4 separate regions of the Mus musculus genome follow, and regions 2, 3 and 4 are each linked to region 1. The links are chromatin contacts, called in public HiChIP or PLAC-seq and Micro-C maps. All regions are on one chromosome and are shown on one strand. The core of a region is the stretch at or near the end of the contact, and the rest is flanking DNA. Distances in the headings are between cores, read along the strand shown.

Evidence for each region. A called contact is a pair of places that touch in the nucleus more often than the background predicts. HiChIP or PLAC-seq counts read pairs in DNA pulled down with a chosen protein or histone mark.
Region 2: an H3K4me3 HiChIP or PLAC-seq map of embryonic stem cells shows a contact between it and region 1, with 47 read pairs. The contact joins the enhancer-like site here to the promoter of Rnd3 in region 1. A contact is called at or near these places in 5 of 39 promoter capture datasets (the 3T3-L1 cell line, 3T3-L1-derived adipocytes, embryonic stem cells and 2 more), 1 of 15 datasets of contacts at CTCF or cohesin (embryonic stem cells), 7 of 484 Hi-C or Micro-C datasets (bone marrow-derived dendritic cells, bone marrow-derived macrophages, cardiomyocytes and 3 more), 23 of 115 datasets of contacts at active chromatin or transcription factors (bone marrow-derived dendritic cells, bone marrow-derived macrophages, embryonic forebrain and 11 more) and 2 of 9 other capture datasets (embryonic stem cells and liver).
Region 3: a Micro-C map of granulosa cells shows a contact between it and region 1, with 2.3 times the contacts expected there. The contact joins the enhancer-like site here to the promoter of Rnd3 in region 1. A contact is called at or near these places in 1 of 39 promoter capture datasets (frontonasal cranial neural crest), 3 of 484 Hi-C or Micro-C datasets (embryonic fibroblasts, granulosa cells and uterus) and 3 of 115 datasets of contacts at active chromatin or transcription factors (the NIH/3T3 cell line, bone marrow-derived macrophages and embryonic stem cells).
Region 4: a contact with region 1 is called in an H3K27ac HiChIP or PLAC-seq map of the NIH/3T3 cell line, with 3 times the contacts expected there. The contact joins the enhancer-like site here to the promoter of Rnd3 in region 1. A contact is called at or near these places in 2 of 39 promoter capture datasets (3T3-L1-derived adipocytes and liver), 2 of 15 datasets of contacts at CTCF or cohesin (both in the NIH/3T3 cell line), 2 of 484 Hi-C or Micro-C datasets (granulosa cells and muscle stem cells) and 8 of 115 datasets of contacts at active chromatin or transcription factors (the NIH/3T3 cell line, bone marrow-derived macrophages, craniofacial prominence and 5 more).

The regions. Positions count from the first base shown.
Region 1 is chr2:51,147,009-51,151,924 of GRCm38.p6, forward strand. It overlaps Rnd3 (Rho family GTPase 3), which reads right to left and starts at 2,103. Exons shown (of 5, transcript NM_028810.2): 1 at 1,717-2,103; 2 at 1,216-1,303. The coding sequence starts at 1,866.
Region 2 is chr2:51,003,765-51,008,815 of GRCm38.p6, forward strand. No RefSeq gene overlaps it. Among named protein-coding and RNA genes, the nearest start is that of Gm32360, 82 kb to the right of the region's middle. Within about 2 kb of position 3,322, at least 15 of the 459 cell types and tissues checked have an H3K27ac peak or open chromatin away from gene starts, as enhancers often do. A contact at or near this core is called in embryonic stem cells and reprogramming fibroblasts, where this site is marked.
Region 3 is chr2:51,361,914-51,366,915 of GRCm38.p6, forward strand. No RefSeq gene overlaps it. Among named protein-coding and RNA genes, the nearest start is that of 1700057H21Rik, 73 kb to the right of the region's middle. Within about 2 kb of position 3,693, at least 3 of the 459 cell types and tissues checked have an H3K27ac peak or open chromatin away from gene starts, as enhancers often do. A contact at or near this core is called in granulosa cells, where this site is marked.
Region 4 is chr2:51,303,816-51,308,748 of GRCm38.p6, forward strand. No RefSeq gene overlaps it. Among named protein-coding and RNA genes, the nearest start is that of Gm13497, 64 kb to the left of the region's middle. Within about 2 kb of position 1,861, at least 64 of the 459 cell types and tissues checked have an H3K27ac peak or open chromatin away from gene starts, as enhancers often do. A contact at or near this core is called in the NIH/3T3 cell line, bone marrow-derived macrophages, embryonic fibroblasts and 2 more, where this site is marked.

The sequences.
Region 1 (4,916 bases), core at 853-3,352:
GGCCCCTTCCTCCCACAGTCTAATTCCCCAAGTCCCTCAGAGGTTCCAGCCCAGGGTGTGGGAAGCTCGCTGAAGCTCCACGAGGCCACTCCCAGTTGAGCACGGCTCCACCTCGGGCCACCCCGCCTGACAGCAACCCTGCGTGTTGGCGCTTGTGCGCTCCTCCTCGCCAGTTTCGCCCTAATCTGTCTGGCAGCCCAGTTCCCCACCAGCACCGGCTTTTCCCCTCCCAGATTGGTAGTTTCTGCTCCTCTGGAGAAGGTATGGTTTCTACTAACAGTAGGCGTTTCTCCCGACGAGCCTCTGGCCAGTCTTGATACCGGGGGTGTGTGGGGGTTGGGGGGTGCTCAGTCCTCACTGTCCCTTCCCCGAACTCAGCCGGGGCTGCCAGCCTTCCTGCCCGCGAAAATCTGCCCTCCCCACCACCTTGTGCCACGTTGGTGGGTGGGCGCATGGGAAGGCAACAACCCGGCCTTGAACCCTAGACCTCTGGACGGAACCCTCCAAGGCGCCAATAATTCAAGTAGACAGGAAGGTCAAAGGCGATCGGTGCTGCCTGCGGCTCTGCAGGCAGGCGAAGCCGAAGCAAAAGGGTAGGGGAGTGGTATGTTCGGAGAGCTGGCACAGAGTGATCCCTGGGCGGCCGCAGAAGCCGCTCTGCACCGGTGGCACAGAGGCTGCGGGGGCGGAGGCCCCGCGGTGGCCGCTGCCGGCACCACCAGCGCATTCCTGACAGTAGGCGTCACGGGCGCTGGCTCCGGCCATTCACCCATCTCCCTCAGCCTGGAACACCCCACGCAACCCGGAGGCTTTGGGGATCTTCTCCCAGCTCAGCCTGCGCCCCTGCCCCCAAACCAGATGGCTGGTGACACCCATGAGGGGCTTCCTCCGCGAGCGGGAGGGCTTCCACGCTGCTCTGTATGCTCCAGCACTGGGCCACCCTGGCGGCCCGCTCCGGCACGGCTCCAAGGAAGGACAACACAAGGCCATGCGGCCACCAGAGGCTCCTCCAGCAGGGTCACTCCGGACACCTAGCGTCCTCCTGTCCCCAAGACCACAATCACTCCCATTGCTGCCCCTGCCCAGAAAGGATAACATTTTCCGGCGGCTCGGGACCGGGAAGTCCCTCAAGGAGCCACATTAGCAGACAGGGCACCAGATCCCGAGCCCCCGGGCGCACCGGTTCAGACCGCCACGCGGTGTGCCGAGTCTTACCTGAAGTGTCCCACAGGCTCAACTCTATTCTTTGTGTGTCGATTTCAAAACTGGCAGTGTAATTCTCAAACACCGTAGGGACGTAATTCTGGACGAACGAAAGGGACAGAAGAGGAAGGTGGCAAAGAGATTATTAAAAACACGACCCGTAGATCGAACACTTGAAAAACCACCAAGCCCCCAATTAAAAAACCACCACCACCAACAACCTCACACTCCTTACACAGTAAACACGCAGCCCCCTCCCGAGAGCCCACCCAGGTCTCCCCACCCGGCCTCCCACACTGAAACCAGCAAGTTTCTGGGGCCAAGAGCCCAGGGTGCTGGCGGGTCCCAGCCAAGACCCTTCCAGGACACTTTCGCTTCCCGGCCGTGTGGCGGCAGAGACGGCTGGGCATGAGAAAGATTTTCAAGAAAATCAGTGAAGCAGGAGAAAGGCGCAGTCCTCCAGACCGGGGACCCCACCAGCCGCTCCCCTCAAGACGTGCGGGTCACACTCACTTCTGGGAAGCAGTCCTTGGCGAAGACGTGGAGCAGCGCGGTTTTCCCACACTGGCTGTCGCCCACTACTACTATCTTGCATTTCACGTTCTGATTAGGATCCATGATAGATTTACTGGATAATTTCTGGCTGGCTCTTCTCTCCTTCATTGATGTTGCCTTATTTTCTCTTGGAACAGGAATTTTCTCTTTAGAAGAAAAAATATATATATATATATACTTCTCTCTATAAAAAGCAGATATAAAAATAAATCGCAAGGCCGGCGGGAACCCCTTTAAGCACAGCGGAGTGGAGGAGGAGAGGCAGCGGCTCTTTACTCCTCTCCTACAAGTTTTCTGCCTGACTCCGCGCCTCTCTTCCCAAGTCCAATTCCGATCGGTCTGCTTTGTTTCACGCTCTCCGCGCCGCTTTATACGCCCAGCCTTCCAATCCGCTCCGCTTTCTCAATGAGAGAAGGAAACCGATCCGCCTCCTCCCCTTTTATGGAGCCTGGGAGCCAGCACGGCCGCCCCGTTGGCGGAAAGTGTAAGCAGCGCGCCCTCTAGGGTGGCGTGCAGGATGGCTTGCAGACCCAGGTTCTGGCATAACCTGAAGGTGCCAGGCAGGATTTGCAGATGGGTAGGTTGTTCAGGGCCAGGGTGAGGGGAAGCAGATAATCTGTGCACATGGATTTGCATTGGGATTCCTTTCAAATTGCTTTCCAAGGGGCTCGCCTCCAGAAGCCTCGTCATCATTTGTGAAAATAAAAAAAAAAATTCCCAATCAAATTAATAATACAGAAGTAAATCTTGGAAGGGAAAGGCTAAGTTTTTGTGTTCCCAAACCCATAAAATCATTATCTATCTATCTATCTATCTATCTATCTATCTATCTATCTATCTATCTATCTATCTATCTACCTACCTATCATCTATCTTCTATCTATCTATCTATCTATCTATCTATCTATCTATCTATCTATCTATCTATCTATGTATCTATCTATGTATCTATCTATCTATCTACATATATAGTACATAATAACATAGATGATTTATTTCAAACACTAGAACTCGTTTTCCTTGACCTTTGTAGAGGACTGGCTTTTTAAACTGTCAGATTCAGCTATTCCAGAGAAGGTAGGAGGCTTTGGGGAGTGACATGATAATGTGAATAGGTGCAGGGGCGAGAAAAAAGAGAGATGACAAAAACTATCAGAAACTTGGCCGCAACTGCCACTCTCTCTGTGACAGCTCTAGAACCAGGGGTCTAAGCACTCTTTGCTCCCTTCAGCTGTACCCTCCCTCCTTCACCTAAGAATCAAGGAGTTGGACTTAAAAAGCACACATGCTCATTGTGGAAAATTTAGGGACTCCCCTCCTCCACACACGTACTCCAGTCATTCCAAGTCTCCCTTTCAACAAGTCTTAGAAGAGACAGACAAGACTGTGTTTGTTCTCTTGTCTTCTGAGAACAGTGTCTTCATTGCCAGTCACCCCGACAGCCAGGAAGCGTCAGTTATTAAATTTGTAGTGAAGGTGTCTGGGAAGAAAGTTCAGCCTGTGAAGGGCTTGGTCAAGTGCGACTTGAATTTCACCACCAGCACCCATATAAGGAGGCACTCCTGAGACAGACCCAGAGGATCCGTGGGGCTTGCTAGCCAGCCAATCCAGTCAAATTGAGGAACTCAGGATTCAGTGAGAGGCCATGACTCAAAGATAATGTAGATAGAAATTGAGGAAGATAAACAACCTCTGGCTTCCACACATATACTAAACACATACATATAAGTACTTACACATACACACACAACCCTTTAAGGAAAGTATAGTGACTGAATATGTAGTGAATTACTAGAATCATGAAATCACAGGACCTAGAATGCTATCTTACTTCTTTCAGACTCGAGAACCTTGAAGTCGTCCCCTAAAGACAGTCCTGAATCTATCTTTGGGGATAGGTGTGTTTTACACAGGCTGACCATGGAAAGGGCAGAGCTGGCCGAGGTCATATGTCTGCATTTGCCAAAATTTGCTTGGCAGAGCTTTATTCGTTTGCCCCAATATCATCTCTTAAAGTCTTAGGTTGCACTGTCATGTCACAGAGGGAAAAGTATCCTATGTGAACTTCATAGAGTTTACCCTAGCATTTCCCTAGTCTTCCTAGTGCGGGAAATGCTCCTCAAGCTGTTTGTGTGGTCGAGGGAGATTGGGCAGAGCAGTGGGGGCTTTCAGACAAAGATGCATTTAGGCCATGAGCTTCACAGCTTCTGGCTAAGTGACACTGGAGTAGTCATTTCATCTCTGTAAGCCTTAGCTTTATCTTCTTTAAAATAGGTTTCATGAAGACATTGGTAAGAAGATGACAATGGCGCCTGCCTGTACTTGGTATTTCCCTGTAGCTCCCACTTGCTTGCCCAGAACCAAGTCTCATGTCTGGGTGAATCCTGGATTCATTAGTCGACTTACTAATAAGAAGTGGGCACATTTTTGTTCTCTCTCTCTCTCTCTCTCTCTCTCTCTCTCTCTCTCTCTCTCTCTCTCTCTCTCTCTTTCTCTTTTTTAACCTATGACACTTCCCCTTCCAGAGAGATGACTTGGCCTGCCACATTCCTGAATTGATATAGTTTATATGGTCAAAGTCACCTTACCTACAATTAATTATTAGTTATTTTGAGTTGACTTGTTAATGAACTGGACATCAGATAATTTATCATCTAAGCTATATCTGAGCACCAAATAAGACACCGCCAATGATCTGGCAGGCCTCCAGGCTTAAAGGAGTTTACTCCTTGCTAATAGTAGTATAGTCACTTCCCCAGGGATTGCTCTGGAATTATAGTGGATAGATATTTTTAGAAACCAGGTGACCTGAATCTCCAGAAATTTGCCAGCTGCTAAGTGAAATGTAATAGACATGTGACTGAGTAGCAAATCAACTTCCTGAAGCCACCAGCACTTCTAGGAAATGAATTCTTTCTTTTGTCTTTTGAATGTACTTTTAACACCTAAACATTTAGTTTAGTAATTATTTATTAGGTGCCTGCTATATGCCAGGCACTGTTCTAGGAGCCTCAAATAGGGCAATAAACATGAAATTTTCTTTCTGCTCCCAGAGAATACATTTTAGACAGTGCTCAATAAAATATAAGGAAGAGAGTACACAAATCAGACTGAATGTGCTGAGCTCTGTAATGCAAACCAGGATTCTGTGAGAAAGC
Region 2 (5,051 bases), core at 2,072-4,571, 140 kb before region 1:
GCTGTGGCTTCAATGTTTATCCTTTGTTCGAATCACATGGAGATTTAACTTCAATTGTATCAGTATTACAATTGTATCAGTAATACAATTGTATCAGTATTCAGTTGTATGCAGTATTAGGAGGGCAATGCCTTCCAGAGGAGGCCTAGACACAAGAGCTCTATCCTCATAAGTGAGCTAATGCCATTATTGTGAGACAGATAGTTATCATAGTATAGATCATTGTACAAGGACAAATCCAACCCTTATAGGTCACTTTCCCTTCTCTTTGCGTCTTCTGCATAAGATGATATAACAAGAAAGCCCCATGCCTTACCAGCCAAATAGCCGAGAACCACTCATCCCGCCCTGCCCTCTCCCTGCAACCATGAGTTAGGTACTGTATGGTTTTCTGGAGTTACATGTTAAATGCTTATGGCGTTCACAATAAGAAGTAGACAAAGAGCCAGGCGGTGTGGCACACACCTTTAATCCCAGCACTCAGGAGGCAGAGGCAGGAGGATTTCTGATTTCGAGGCCAGCCTGGTCTACAGAGCTCCAGGACAGCCAGGGCTACACAGAGAAACCCTGTCTCGAAAAACCAAAAAAAAAAAAAAAAAAAAAAAAAAAAGGAAAGAAAAGAAAAAAAGAAATAGACAAAGAGATTATGTAATGCTTTTACAACAAAATTCTTTCCATTCTCATTTATTAATTATATGACTAAATTTCCACAACATTGCATAATAAATACAAAACAATAATCTTAAGACTGCATCCTATTTACTAGTAAATAATAGTTGTTTATGGGTTTATATTCATAAAATTGGCTCTTTCAAAGTCAATCTATCCTATGAAGAGACACAGCTCCACTACAGTTTTTATGCTTAATAAATATGTATGCAAAATTAAGATAATTTGGAGGCTGGCAAGATGGCTCACTGGTTAAGAGTGCCGACTGCTCTTGTAAAGGTCTTGAGTGCAAATCCCAGCAACCACATGGTGGCTCACAACCATCTGTAATGAAATCTGATGCCCTCTTCTGGAGTGTCTGAAGACAGCAATACTGTACTTACATATAAAGAGAGAAAGAAAGAAAGAAAGAAAGAAAGAAAGAAAGAAAGAAAGAAAGAAAGAAAGAAAGAAAGAAAGAAAGAAAGAAAGGAGACAAACATATTCTTTAAAAAATTCTGATAATTTATGCTGCTGGTCAATTTTATGCTATTACTAGTTGTTACTTTAATCTAGAATATCTTAAACATTGAACACCTTATAGCCACCAGAATTTTCTTAAAATTTTTATGTACTATTCTGTACATATTCTATTTATATTATGATGATTAGTAGAATACTTCCGAGCAAAAAACTGAGGAAAATACTCCTATATTTAAAAAATGGATGGCCATGAATCAAAAAGCCATTAAATTACATAAATTCTACTAGATGTATTAAATATGAAGTTCTCATTCCACCTTTAAACTTCAAGGTAACCAACATGCCAGAAAACTATACTATTTAGAGCTACGTCAAGAGCTGTGTTCTTTGAGGGCTGGAGAGATGGCTCAGTGACTAAGAACAACTGTTGCTTTTCCAGAGGATCCAGGTTCAGTTCCCAGCATACACATGGTAGCTCACAACCATTTATAACTCCAGTCCCAGGGGGATCTGACACCCTCTTCTGGCATTTTTTAGGCACCAGGAATACACATGGGCACATACATACATGCAGACAAACCCAAAACACATAAAACTTTTTTTAAAAATTGTGTCCTTTAAATTTATATATGATTGTGCAAAGTGATTTCCTCAGGATAAGGTTCAACTGCTCGCTGCTTCAAGGGGCCACAGGCCTGACTACTAGCCTTCCCGTTGTCAGGATGCTGGTATTACCCCACTGATGTGTGTTGTGGTTGACCCAGGGGCTAATTATATTTGATGTTAATTCCTTTCTCCTGTGAGGGACTGTGAACAGGGAATGAGTCAGCACTCAGGTGATTTCCTGTAAATCTGTTTCCCACCTTAATTTGTAAAATAAAGGAGAACTGATGATTGGGCACAAAAAGGGAAGGTGGAACAGAAGATTGGGAGAGAGAAGAAGAAAATGGGAGAGAGGACACAGAGGAGGAGGAAGAAGAAGAAAAGCAGAGCAGACGTGTTGGGAACCTCTTCCCCTGAAGCACATGGCCTGGAGAATCCACAAGTTCTAAGGGGTCTCATAGATGTGGAAGATGGTAGTGTAGTGGTAGATCTGTCCAATCTAGGCGCACAGCATGTATTCATATTAATTGAGTTGTGTTTTCATTGGTGGGGCATATTTGGGATGGAGATTTGCTGCAACAGATGTATAAGAGTCACATATGTGATGTTTGTATTCCAGGTTTAAAAGAATATCTTAAGCATCATTTCAGAATGACACAGATTTCCCATAGTTGTCTGTCTTTAAATTGTCTAAAGCTTACTGACTGTCAGAATTTCATAGGTGGACTGCCCACAGCCAATTTCAATCTGTACTAAACTGGATGAAACCAGTCTTTGCTGGATGATTTTTCAGACCACATGAAATGAAACCCTATCTTCACCAAGTCTTGGAGAGAGAGAGAGAGAGAGAGAGAGAGAGAGAGAGAGAGAGAGAGAGAGAAGTGTTACCACAACCTGTAACTGCATCTGAGGACCTTGCTTCCTGCTTGATTGAGTTCCAGCACTTCTATGAAGAATTGCTCAGTCAGCTGCCTGCGAATGCTTCAGCCCTTTGTGGGAAACTGGGCTGGGGCACAAAATACCTCCTTCCCAAATATATGTGCTGTGGAGGGCCCAGCAAAGAGAAGTCAGGGTCTGGATGTAAAAGAGAATGTAAAGGATCATTTGTAATCTAAAAAAATGTTAAGGAATTACTTGAGTCTTACTCAATTTTGCAATTGCTTTAAAAAAAAATAAATTTGTAGGCTTCTCAAGGACTGTCTATATGAAGTTACAGTCTTTGGAAACCAAAAGTGTTGTTCTTCCCTGGATATTTGCACGTCACCATCACCCAAGTCCTGCCCTTCCTTGCTTGGTGCTGCCATGGAACTCGTGTATGCTGTGGAGCAAAAGACACTAAGTGCCTGGCCCTACTTTTGTTCCACCCCTCTTTTCCTCAAAGGACTGAACCATCCTCGTGGGGAATATGTACCCTAGAGGACCCCAAGAAAGCTCAGAGCTGCACTTCACTTACACCCTACAGCCTTTACTCCCATGGGCTTGTGTCTGGGTCCATGGTGAACAGGGAATTGCCCTCCCATTGCTCCTCCCATTGCTCCTCCCATTTGATTTTGGGCTCCTCATTCAGAAGCATCCTCCTAAGTTTATGCAAATCTTGCTTCTTTAGCTAGAGGGAAAAAAGAGTTTAGCAAATTCAACAGTCACCAGTCTAGACATGAGTATAGTTTGTTTTAAAAGTCATCGCCATTCACGGTGGCTCCTACTGTTTCAACACTAATTAACGGAGTTGGAATGTTAATTCAAATGATCAATTACTTGAACTCATAATTTCTTAACATCAAAAGAATTGATGTGAATCTCAGTGATGCCCAGGATCAGCCTCGGCTTGGACAGAGATTCTGAGAAAGGGGTATCTGGGAGCAGCAAAGCGAACATGGGTTTTTCGATTTGTTAGGTTACAAGCTGATACAGCCTGTTTTGATCGAAACAGCTTTCCAGATTGTGCTGTCTCTGTCTCTGTCTCTGTCTCTGTCTCTGTCTCTGTCTCCCTGTCTCCCTGTCTCTCTGTCTCTCTGTCTCTGTCTCGGTCTGTCTCTCTCTCTCTCTCTCTCTCTCTCTCTCTCTCTCTTTCTCTGTGTGTGTGTGGGTGTGTGTGTGGGTGGGTGTGTGTGTGTTCTTCTCCAGACAGCTTTCTCTTGCTTTTCTAAAACCTCTTGCATATCAAAGCCTCGTCTTTTATTTACATATCTATTCAGTTATTACCCCAGGTTCCCTTTTGATTATCTCATGAATCCGCATCCCTGGGCCCCAGCCCCTTGATTCTCAGAAAAAGACAGCAAACACAAGCACAGACAATAAGACAGCTGGGTGGAACTCCATCCTGAAATGACCATTCTTACCGTAACTGAGCCTTGACCTAAACTCACTGTGTGCCAGGCCGACCTTGAACGCAGGAATCTGCCTGTCTTTGTAAGAATATACAAAACAGCTTGGCTGTGTGGGATCTCGACACCACTTTCTAAATCTCTTTATCTCCTTCTTTAGTATCTTTCTGACAAGCTGGCTAATAGTGCAGCTGCCTCTGTCCCTTTAGATCTGTGAAGCTCCTATACAATTCATAGTCATACATCCTTATATTTCACATCGTTGAGAAATTCTGTATTTTTTAACTCATGTTTTCAGAGTTCCGCCCCATAGCCTTAAGGGCTGTCCTGAAGGTTACAGCGATTACCATTTTTCAGAGACCATAGCCACACCCCCTCCCAGATTCCTGTCTCTGATTATCATGGAGTTATTAACCTTGGCAGAGAGCACATTCCTAGAGGGAGGAACATAAAGTAAAAGTATATATTTGTATACAAAGCCTTATGCACACAGCAACCTTTGACCCCCATGAAGGCCCACACCCTGCTGGCTCTGTCCCAGGCATGGGATCCATGTCACAGTGTCCCTTCTGTGGCCGAGAGGGACTTGGCACAGTGGTAAAACCACACAACTACTTAGTATGTGATGATAGCACGTTTAATAAAATTAGGAAAATTTTAGTGAATTGTATAGATCAGAGTTAATAATTGTTATAAGTAAGTTATACATGTAAAGTATTCTGCTATGCAGAAAAAAATGTGTCAATATAATTTCTATAAAGGAAATGAAAATAATCCTTAATTATACTCTCACAATAGGTTTTTCAAGTCACTGAAATGAGCCATTAAACATAAAATTCTATCTTTCCAATCAAATGAAGTTCTACAAGAACAGTAATTATTTGAAGAAAAAAAAAAGGGAAAAGACAAAGAGGTTTATGTCAGATGGATTGACAGAATATTTTCTCCTTTTACTGAAATTAGATTTTTTTTTCTCACATATATATTCTGATT
Region 3 (5,002 bases), core at 2,443-4,942, 220 kb after region 1:
CTCCATGCCATACTGAGTGTCACAGAGCCCCTCTGCCCTTATGGACCAGAAGACAGTTCTGGGAGGAAGTTTTAAGAGGCACCAGGAAGAGAAGAAAACAGAAATTTTCATGTCTCAGAAGTGTTAGACACATTAGCACTCACCTTCTTCCTCCCTAAAAGGTAATGTCTAAAGATAGTGTCTCAGTGTGAGGTCAAATTTCTCACTGTGTTGGCTGAATTCTTCTGTTGTGTCACTGTGTCACTGAGCACCCCAGGACTGTGCCATTTCAGTCACTGTTCAAGGCACAGCCTGAGACTCTGTCACCACCGCTTGTTACTCTGAGCTGGACGTAGGGTTGGCTTTCTGTGTCTGTTCCCAGTGAGGGGGAACACAGGCATCTGGCACAGGCTGGTGGCTAAAGTGCTGGGTAGGAAGCACCTGTGGGGTCTGTTTGATGAGCATCTTAATGATGCCAGCTGGACCACAGTACCTGAGCATTACATATACAAAGGCAGTTGATTCATTAGCTACGTGTGGTCAAACCATCTCAGCAAATTTTGTACACCACAGGAAGTCACACTGGACATTGTGCTTCTGAGAATATTAATCTTGTAGCATTTGAGTAGCAAGAAGACCCCCCCCCAAAAAAAAAGACTGAAGACCCTCAGAACTGGAAACACCACCAGACACTACTGGTCACATTCTCATTTACTCCTGGTCAGTTCAGCCATTAGTTGTACACTCAAAACCAGCACAGAGCTATCTCATAGAAGATTACCCTAGCCTACCTGCCCAGAGCTTTAAATAAAGTTTTTAAAAGGTATAGAGTGTCATGACACTGCTGGCCATCTCAGACTTCAAGAACAGCTTCAGCTACATGTGGGATGTAAGACCAGCCTGGCCTATGTGAGACAGTGCCTCCAAAACTAAAACTAAAAGTAAATGTGTAAAGAGGGAGGGTTACAGCTCACTGGTAGAGTGCTTACTGGCTTGAAACAGGTCCTGGATTTAACCTCCAAGGCTGAAAAACAAAATCTTTCAAAAAAATTAAATTTACCCAAAGTCCATTCCCAGCTGTCCCCCATCTCAGCCCAAATAGTCTGACATGTGTTGGCATGGTACACAAAGATTTTGAGCCTTTCAAACACAACAGCTCCAGCTGACTTTATTAGCCAAAAATATCTCTCTGCAATTCTTTCTCGTCAGGCCAGTCACCTAAGAGTGTGACTGTAACTGATGGGAGTTAGTTGCTCCTGTTCAATAGAGACTGAATGAAAGAAGAGAGGAAGATGACAGTAAGCCAGTGCCACAACTGAAAATGACCCACATGGCTTATTAAAATCCCGGGGCTAAAAATAATAACCATAAATTCAAAGTGCTGTCATTGACGCAACTACACACACACACACACACACACACACAGAGACACACAGACTTGCTTGCTTGCTTGAAGACTTGTGGGAAAGTCAGTTGAGAGATGATCCAGACTTCCCTTCACCCTCCGTGTTTGCATGAGAGAGAAGACAGAATTCACTCGCACATGTCTGCAAGTAACACAGCAATACAGCAATCGACTCGCTCTCCAAGTACATCTGCCTTCAAAAGCTAAAAATCTCTGCTCTGAAAGCCAAAGGAGCGTTCCAGTGAGAGCCGGAAACTAGGATTTTTTTTTTTTTGGTGGGTTTTATACTTCTGCAGAGACATCTGCTTGCAGTCACCTTATGGTCTCAGCATTTCTGTAGTTACAGGAGGACAACTATTTTCAGTTTTTGGTCCAAAGCATGTTTTATACTTCCTGCCAATGTGTGGCTTTTAGAAAGCTGGACAAAGTGCAGCATTAATGTGAGACGGCGTTCACAAAAATGGGCAATCACAGTCAAACTGGAAAAGCTGGGGCCGTTGCTTCCTCCTGATCCTCAGAGGGTCCGCTGTTTCTCACCTGCGGCATCTTCTTCCGCTTCCGGTTATCCAGCTTTGCCTTAGCAAAATGTATCCCTGAGAGAAGAAACACAAACAGGCATAACAAAAAACATACACTCTGCACATACAAACGACTCGTCTATTTATATCCATATGTTAATAGATATTCACATTTAAAATTATCCTAGTGTTTGTTTGTTTGTTGTGCTGATGAAGCTTCAATCCAGGGTCTTGCACGCGTTAGCAAGTGAACTAACATCCGACCACACTCCCAGCTCTCCAAAACCATTTGCTTAATTGAAAAATGATGCAGCCACGCTGTATCTGTAAAACAATCAGGTTCAAGTGTTTGAGTTGGCAGGCTGGGGCCCTGGGGAGCAAGGCACCAAGTATTTTAGGTCCAGTTTCACCGCTCTCATCCTTGTCTGCTAAACTAGACTTGAGCTCCCTGCAAGCCCCTTCTTAGTCCTCCCCCATCTGTGAATCCATTCATCAATATCTCCCAATCTGTGTGACGTAAATAAACAAGCGAATCTGACTCTCATGAAAGTGAAGGTTCTCAGTCCACCCCTTGACGGGCTGCCTCCTGTCCTTGAGACATGGGCCAAATGGGAGGAAGACAATCACAAGATGTGTAAAAACAGGTGTAACAGTGGCTTAATGTGTGGGTTTACAACAGAGGTGTGGCTACTGGCATCTTTGCCCACTAAACTTCTGCCTCTGCTCTCCAGTCATGCAAGTCAGCCAAGTGGAAACACTGTGTCTCACTCAGTATCACAGACTGCTTAAAAGGAAAACTGCTCTTCATTTCTTTGGAAAACAATGTGACTTTAGATATTGCTCAGAGCATGTCCTTGGTAATTTTTCCCCTTTATTTTCATGTGATTGGCATTGTATTATTTACCTTTTTTATAAAAAGTATTTCTTAGACATTTTCTTACACGTATGTGATATACTCTGGTTTCTCTTGCCCCACTGTCCTGTGTATTTCTCCTAGCCCTATCAACCCTTTCCTCCCAACCCATCCCTGTTCACGTTTGTGTCTTTCTGTTTTGAGGCCAGAGTCATCTGTGTGAACATGGGTTTGGAACTCTCCTTTGGAACTGGATGGGGTCACCAGTGGCTAGTCACCTGATGGCAGTGATTCCCCAATTTCCTGAATTTGTCACTGGCATTTTGGAAATACGTGAAGTTGTAGATAGTTCTCACTTCTGATGGAAAGAGATCACTTTGATAATGAGGGTAGGAAACAAGTTATTCAAACCAGTGTCTCCTAGCATTGAATGCTTAATGGTGGTACCCAAAGAACTCACCTACACAAGACCAAAAGGCTGTTGAGGTTCACCAAGGTTTGCAAAACAAAAGTATGTATAACACAACTGTGCCATCAAACTATGATATCTAAGAAACTTAAGAAGCCATGTGGTGAGGCCCGGAGAAGGTCTACACACACACACACACACACACACACACACACACACACACACAGAGAGAGAGAGAGAGAGAGAGAGAGAGAGAGAGAGAGAGAGAGAGAGAGAGAGATTCTCTCTTGCATTTTGAGTCTCTCCCAGCTTGCTCTCCTCCATGTTCGTCCTCAGGGTGAGCTTCTCTTGGCCATGTGCTCATGGTCCATCCTGACTCATAGTGACCTTCTTCTTTATCTTCCTCTGTCCTTTTTCCTTGTGGTCCCCCTACTCAACTTCAAGGCTATTCCTCCCCTCTCTCCACTCAGTCATAGGCTGTAGCCCATTATGACCCAAACAGAGATTATTAGAGAGCATTCCTTAGCACACATTCATCAAAACAATGACCTTGTCCAGACTGCAACTTGGTCTTGGGACATAGAATACACAGTGTCCCAAGAAACTTGCCTCTGAATACACAGAGCACAAGACCAACCACAACAAGAAGAAATGTGTGTGGGTCTAAGAGAGTCAGTAATCTGATTAAGAAAAATGTAAATTAATAGTTTTTCTTATTCTTTAAGAGAATGAACAGACATGCATAAAAAGTCATTAAGTGTGTGTGTGTTTGCATTAAAACATTCTGTTCTTTGTTTACTGTTTCTTCTCTCAAGAGAAAAATAAGCAAGAATAATGGCATGAATAAGTAAATAAAATGATAGCATAATGATGGTCTATGAGAAATATTCAAATTAAATAACTAACTTCAACAAGCTGGTGTTTTAGACAATTCAAGTTAAATTTACCTACTAAAAGATTAATGTCATTTTTTCCTGATTTTGGTACTTTGCAGTAGCAAGGGTTCATAACTATAAATGCAGAATGAAGATTATCATTTATAAAACAAAAGCATGTCTTCTCACTGGAAAGTAATTAATAGTACATGAGGTATTCTTCTCAAGGAACTCTCTGAAGTTGAGAATGGAAAGCCTTCCAGACTTCTTAGGAATGTGTGGTATAGATAGTTGGCCACCAGGAGAGCTTGCACCGCGCTGTCTTTAGAGTGGTTCAAGAAACACAGGAGGACACTGGGTAAGCAGGACAAAGAAGGCTAAGAAGAGCATCATTCACTAAACATAAGATCAGAAAGAAACAATAACCAGAGCAGCACTGGTGGACTCAGGAGAAAGAATTTGGAATAAGATATAACAATGATGAAAACTGAGATTATAAATAAAAAAGAATACAGAGTTTAAAAACACAAAACAAATCTATCTTTGTGGTGCTTGATATAACTGGGGAATTGGCCAAGTGACATAAATTTAAAGAAGCTAGGAGAAAAAGATAATTTTATAACTATCAAAATTATTCAGTAATTTTGGTGTTTCCTTTTTTTTTTTTTTTAGTGCCAAGATAGTTAATGCAACATCTTCAAACTAACTGAGTATTGATAGTGTGATGTGAGTTTTATCAATGAGGCATTTTTATTCAGAGGATGCTTCTTTCTGCCATCTCCGTATTCCTAGAATAAAATATACCGTTTTTGTGACTGGAAAAATGTCATGATGTCATATCGTGGCTTCTCTATGAGACAGAACACATAAAGGCAGACCAGTACATTGTGAATTGTGGATCTCTGGATGGCACTTCTTGGGCCATCTGATAATGTCAGATGTGACATAGTGTACATTTCAAAA
Region 4 (4,933 bases), core at 611-3,110, 160 kb after region 1:
TTGGACAAAATACAACATGACACACAAACAAAGAAAAAAAGTCTTATTCAAGTACACTTGGAGAAAATGGGAGCCAAGTCCTACAGGTAGCTGTGTTATAGAGGCATTCTGTGGTCCTTTCAGTGCTAGTACTCTTTGTTAACCTCAAAGACAGGGCATAAATGAGTCGTTTCTAAAACCAGAACACCCCTTAAAAGTATAGGAATATAAGTGGACATTGCATAGTTTTGAAGAATGTCAGTTTGGGAGACACAGCCCAAAGATACCAATTTACCTTGCATACAAAAAATTCAGGTATATCTGGAAAGTTTAGAAATATATTAGCTTTTTGTGCATCTCTCCTAAGATGTGCCAGGGACCTAATATTTTACCTGCAGTTTTCCCAGTTGTCAACTTTATTTCTTCTTTCACGTCCTTTTTCTTTGCATGAGAATGTCCAGGGTCACTTACTCAATTCATATTTTTACAGGTATAATTCACTGTCCATTTTAGTAGCTTGTATTAGTTGCTTTTCTTTTTATTTTATTTTTTCTCATTAAGTCACCTATTCCATCTATTTCCTTGGGTTTATAATACACATTCTTTGTTCCTTATTTTCTCTGCTATCCTCCACACACAGCATACATGCTCTAGAATGTTTCTTTGCTCAGTGTTGATTCCAGAAAATGCAACTACCTGCCTTATTTGAGAGCATAGCTGGGTGGGCTCTCTCTCTCTCTCTCTCTCTCTCTCTCTCTCTCTCTCTCTCTCTCTCTCTCTCTCTCTCTGTGTGTGTGTGTGTGTGTGTGTGTGTGTGTGTGTGTGTGTGGTGTTGATAGAGATACCTCCAAGGACAAGAGGTAAAGCACAGCCTAATTCATATTCAGCAGAGTCGTTTCTTTGGCAGCTGAAACAAACCTGCAGAAGTCCTGCTGTCACAGAAACAGACTCAGACACCCACCCCTGGCTCGTCCACCTGCACATACACTCAAGGGAGATTGTTCTCCTGGCTTTCGGATTACAGCTCCCTCACAGTGGGCTGTATCGCAGCCATGAGTCATGAGAAGCTGAAAGAGTCAAGGCCTGGTGATGCTTATAGGAACCTTTAGTGGGCAGAACATAATTACAAAATCCAGCCCTAAGTGCTATTTCTCATTATTTATCTTCCAAACTGCCTCCTCTGCCTCAGCACAACGTGACAAAAGGCCCTGGCTCATCTGAGTGACTGGAGAACGTGCTGCTTTGTTTGGTGAGATATTCTGGATCCTAAGTGCGGCTGGCTCTCTGGTTTGTGAACCTTGATCAGCAAGTGCTCTGCATTTCTCTGGTAGTCTTTGGAAACAGGTATGTAGATGATTCACAAGACTATTGAAGGTCTTTAAAAAAATGACAGATGAATCATAGAAAAGACGACTAGAGCAGTACAAAAAAAAAAGCTGAAAATGTTCTGCTTGTAACCACCCATCCTTAGTAATTATTCATTTGGGGAGAAAAAAAAATGGATTCACTTATTTTCACTTCCTGACATTAAAATGAACTATGAATGAACCTTCTTCTTCTTTTTTAAAAAAATAGTTGTTGTGTCTTGTTGCTTATTCATAAAAAGATGGAACTGTTTTCTACTGAGTGGTTTTCCTGTGATAATAATAAGCTTATCATTAGTTTGAATTTTCAACTCAAGTGTTCTCATCAAAGACGGCTGTTGAACAGAATGAGAAATTGTTGTCCCTTCCTGAGATTTTCTCAGCTCTCACCGGAAACATGCTCCCGCAAACACTGACCCAGCTCAACCCCACTCCGTTTCTCAGAGCAGATGAGGTCATGTCCTGGTGTGGTGGCGCTCTGCACTGCAGTCTCAATCATTTGACCATTGCTGGCATAAAAAAATGGGACCCAGGATTTTAGATTACACAGCCATCTAACAGAGGAGGGTACTGTCTGTACGGGGAACACTACATGATTCATTTTTTCTTAGAAAAAAAAATTAAAGTCATATTTCTTTGATGTGTCAGCAGTGTTGACTGAAAGCAGATTGCAGATTCTTTGTACTCAACTAGAGGGAGAAATCCAGGGAGGGAAAGCAAGAGAGCAAATGTGAGGTTTCTCTTCAATCAAGCAGGGTTAGCGCTGTTTCTAGCAAATTCACCTAAATCAAGTGCATAGCTCTTGGAATGTAATAGTGTAACCTAATGATGCTCACAGAGAGGCCATAGGAAGAGGAAAATGAGAAGAGAAATAATTATTCTTGTCTGTCTAGGGAGAGAAATGCATGGGGAGGGGACACACAGAGCCTGAAATGTTGGTGTGCAGTGGGAATACAAGGACGCACATTGAGAGCTACAGGAAGAGGAAGAGATCATTCCCGAAATAATTTGGAAGTAGGACCAGAGGCTATACCGAGGCTCTCTGTTATCTTTGTTCTTCCTCTCGCGTCATTCTACTGGGATCCCATCAGGCTCTCTACAAAGATGCACAATGTCTATGGACAATAAACATTACACCTGCCCGAGAGTGGGGGGAAATTAGCCCACTAAACACAAGAAGTTCAGCTGTGCCATCCCTAAAGCTTTCTGGGAAAGAATGGCTTGGAGCTATGGAAGAACATAGGCATTTTCTGGAGGCAGAAGGAAGGGTAGTGACTCATCTGCTTCCTTTATATGGAAATTATCCTCTGTGTCCCCTTGGGCTGCAAGGATTCCCATAGTTGAGGATTGCTACTGCCTGATAATGTCTCCTAGAACAGCATCACTGTGCTGTAGTCTTTTATTCACTTAGAAGCTTCAATGCCTGTGTCTTCCTTCTTTGACTATCACTGATTGTGCCCTCAAACCAAGGGTGAAACAAACCTAGGGATGATTTCTAAGGTCTGCACACTCTGGTACCAGAAAGATACTGGGAGTTCCAGGAACTCCTTGGAAAACAACCAAGTATGCAGATGTAACAAGGTAGTTGCTGTTTGATCTCTGAACAATACACACTTTCTCTAACTAAGATGGCCAGCTCACCCAGGGCTCAAAAGACAGCCTGCTATATGCAATTAGAATCTTACTGAAAAGTAAGAGAATTAACAGAGTGGATTTAGCTGATTGCAGCAAATCACAACTAAGGTAATGAACTTGAATGCATGGTAAACAACACGACTTTCTACCAGCTGAGTTAGATGCAACTTCTTGTGCTCAGCTTGGGCTTTTTGATGTTTCCGTGGCTGTTGTTTTAAAATCATGAATAGCAGCAAGGATGCCTAGATGGACCTTCACATCATGAGCACAGCACTGTTCACACCAAAATCGTAAAATATCCTCAACAAATGGAGTTAGAAAGAACACCTGCCAAGGCTCCCTTCATTGCTTTGCAGGAAGCTTTACAAATGGTGCCATGAGAGTCATTCTAAATTAGACTATCAGGCTGACAGGCCTAGCATCACTGGCTTGCACAAACCTCATCGAATGTGACAGGATGGAAATCTAGGTGGCATAATGAGGCATGGGAGCAATATTTTCAAGGGTGCTAATAGTTATTCCACGGATCTTTCCCCTCAAGGCAAGTAAGCTCCCCAAATTCATATGTCTATTTTCATGTATTTTCTTTTTCTTCATTGTTCTCCTTCCATGAGTGATGCACCGACATCCAGTGGGTTATGCCAGATTTCAGATATATACTTCCCTCCGGGAAACAAAGGATGCTCAGGCTTCTTGACCATTTGAATGGAAAGCAAACTTCCTGGAGGATACAGGATGTAATCGTTTTCTAAGTCAGGCAGTCTCACATCAGATTTGTGGCTTGTCCCCTCCTCTGTAATTACGTTTTGTTTGGAATCATCTGTGCTACTCTGCATCGATACTTTAAAATTCCTTAATTAAAACTACAAATCATCAAAGTTCACACAGGACCGGTGCTTGTGATGTTTCTTATTTTAGACATGGGCAATATAGAATGAGAATGAAGACATAAATAATCTTGACGTGGATTCAGCTGAGATCATTCAATTGAGATGTCCCTGTTCTTTGCAGAAGCTGATCTCAGTCAGGAAGAGGGCAACAGTCTGCAGTTTCCACGATACATAACTGGAAAAAATATGTCTAGAAATGTGATAGACAGATATGAAACAAAGGCAGAAAAGACTAAGTTTATTTTCTGATTTCAAAGTCAGTTTTCAAGTGCATTTAGTCATCTGCCCAGTTTTCATAATCAAGAAAGAATTTTTTACTTGTGAGATGACGTTTCATCAATCTATAACTACTTTGTTTGTTTGTTTTTGTTTTTACAAATAAACCCTTTAGTTCTGGAAGTCAGGGGTTCCAAATACTTGCCATTTACTACCCCTTTCTGCCTGAGAAAGTTTTATTCGGCTCCAGATGTAAGTGCATATGAAATAAGGTAAAATATATGAAATATGAACTAGATGTACCAATCAAACATTTACTTGTAACAAAACATGAAGATGTATCTTAAAGAAATCACTTGAAACACATAGATCTTACCCATGATTAAAGATGAAGCAGATTGCATCCTAATGAGATGGGTTTATATTTACTAAAAGAATTAAACAACTGGATATATTATACTACGCGGTATAGACCACCTTCAACATTGCCCATATGTGACCAACAATTTTATTTTAAGATTTATCAGTGCTGGAAACACTACTTCACATAAATGTGGAGTCGAAAATGGCAGAAATGTTAATTCAGAAATTCTTGGAAATTCAGTCCTATTCCCAAGCCAAAATTCATTTACCATTTTTTAAAATTAAATTCAAACCAGCTAAAACCTGCAGGAAATAAATTTCCAGGTAAACGGATGGATCTGGAAGTAATCATTCTGAATGAGGTAAGCAGACAGAGAAAAATAAATGTTTCTTCCATTCCTTACAACGTGGATGCTAGCTTTGAATCTTCTCTTTTCAGAACTATCGTCTGGCAGGTTGATGAGAATGGGTCTTGATCTTAAGTGG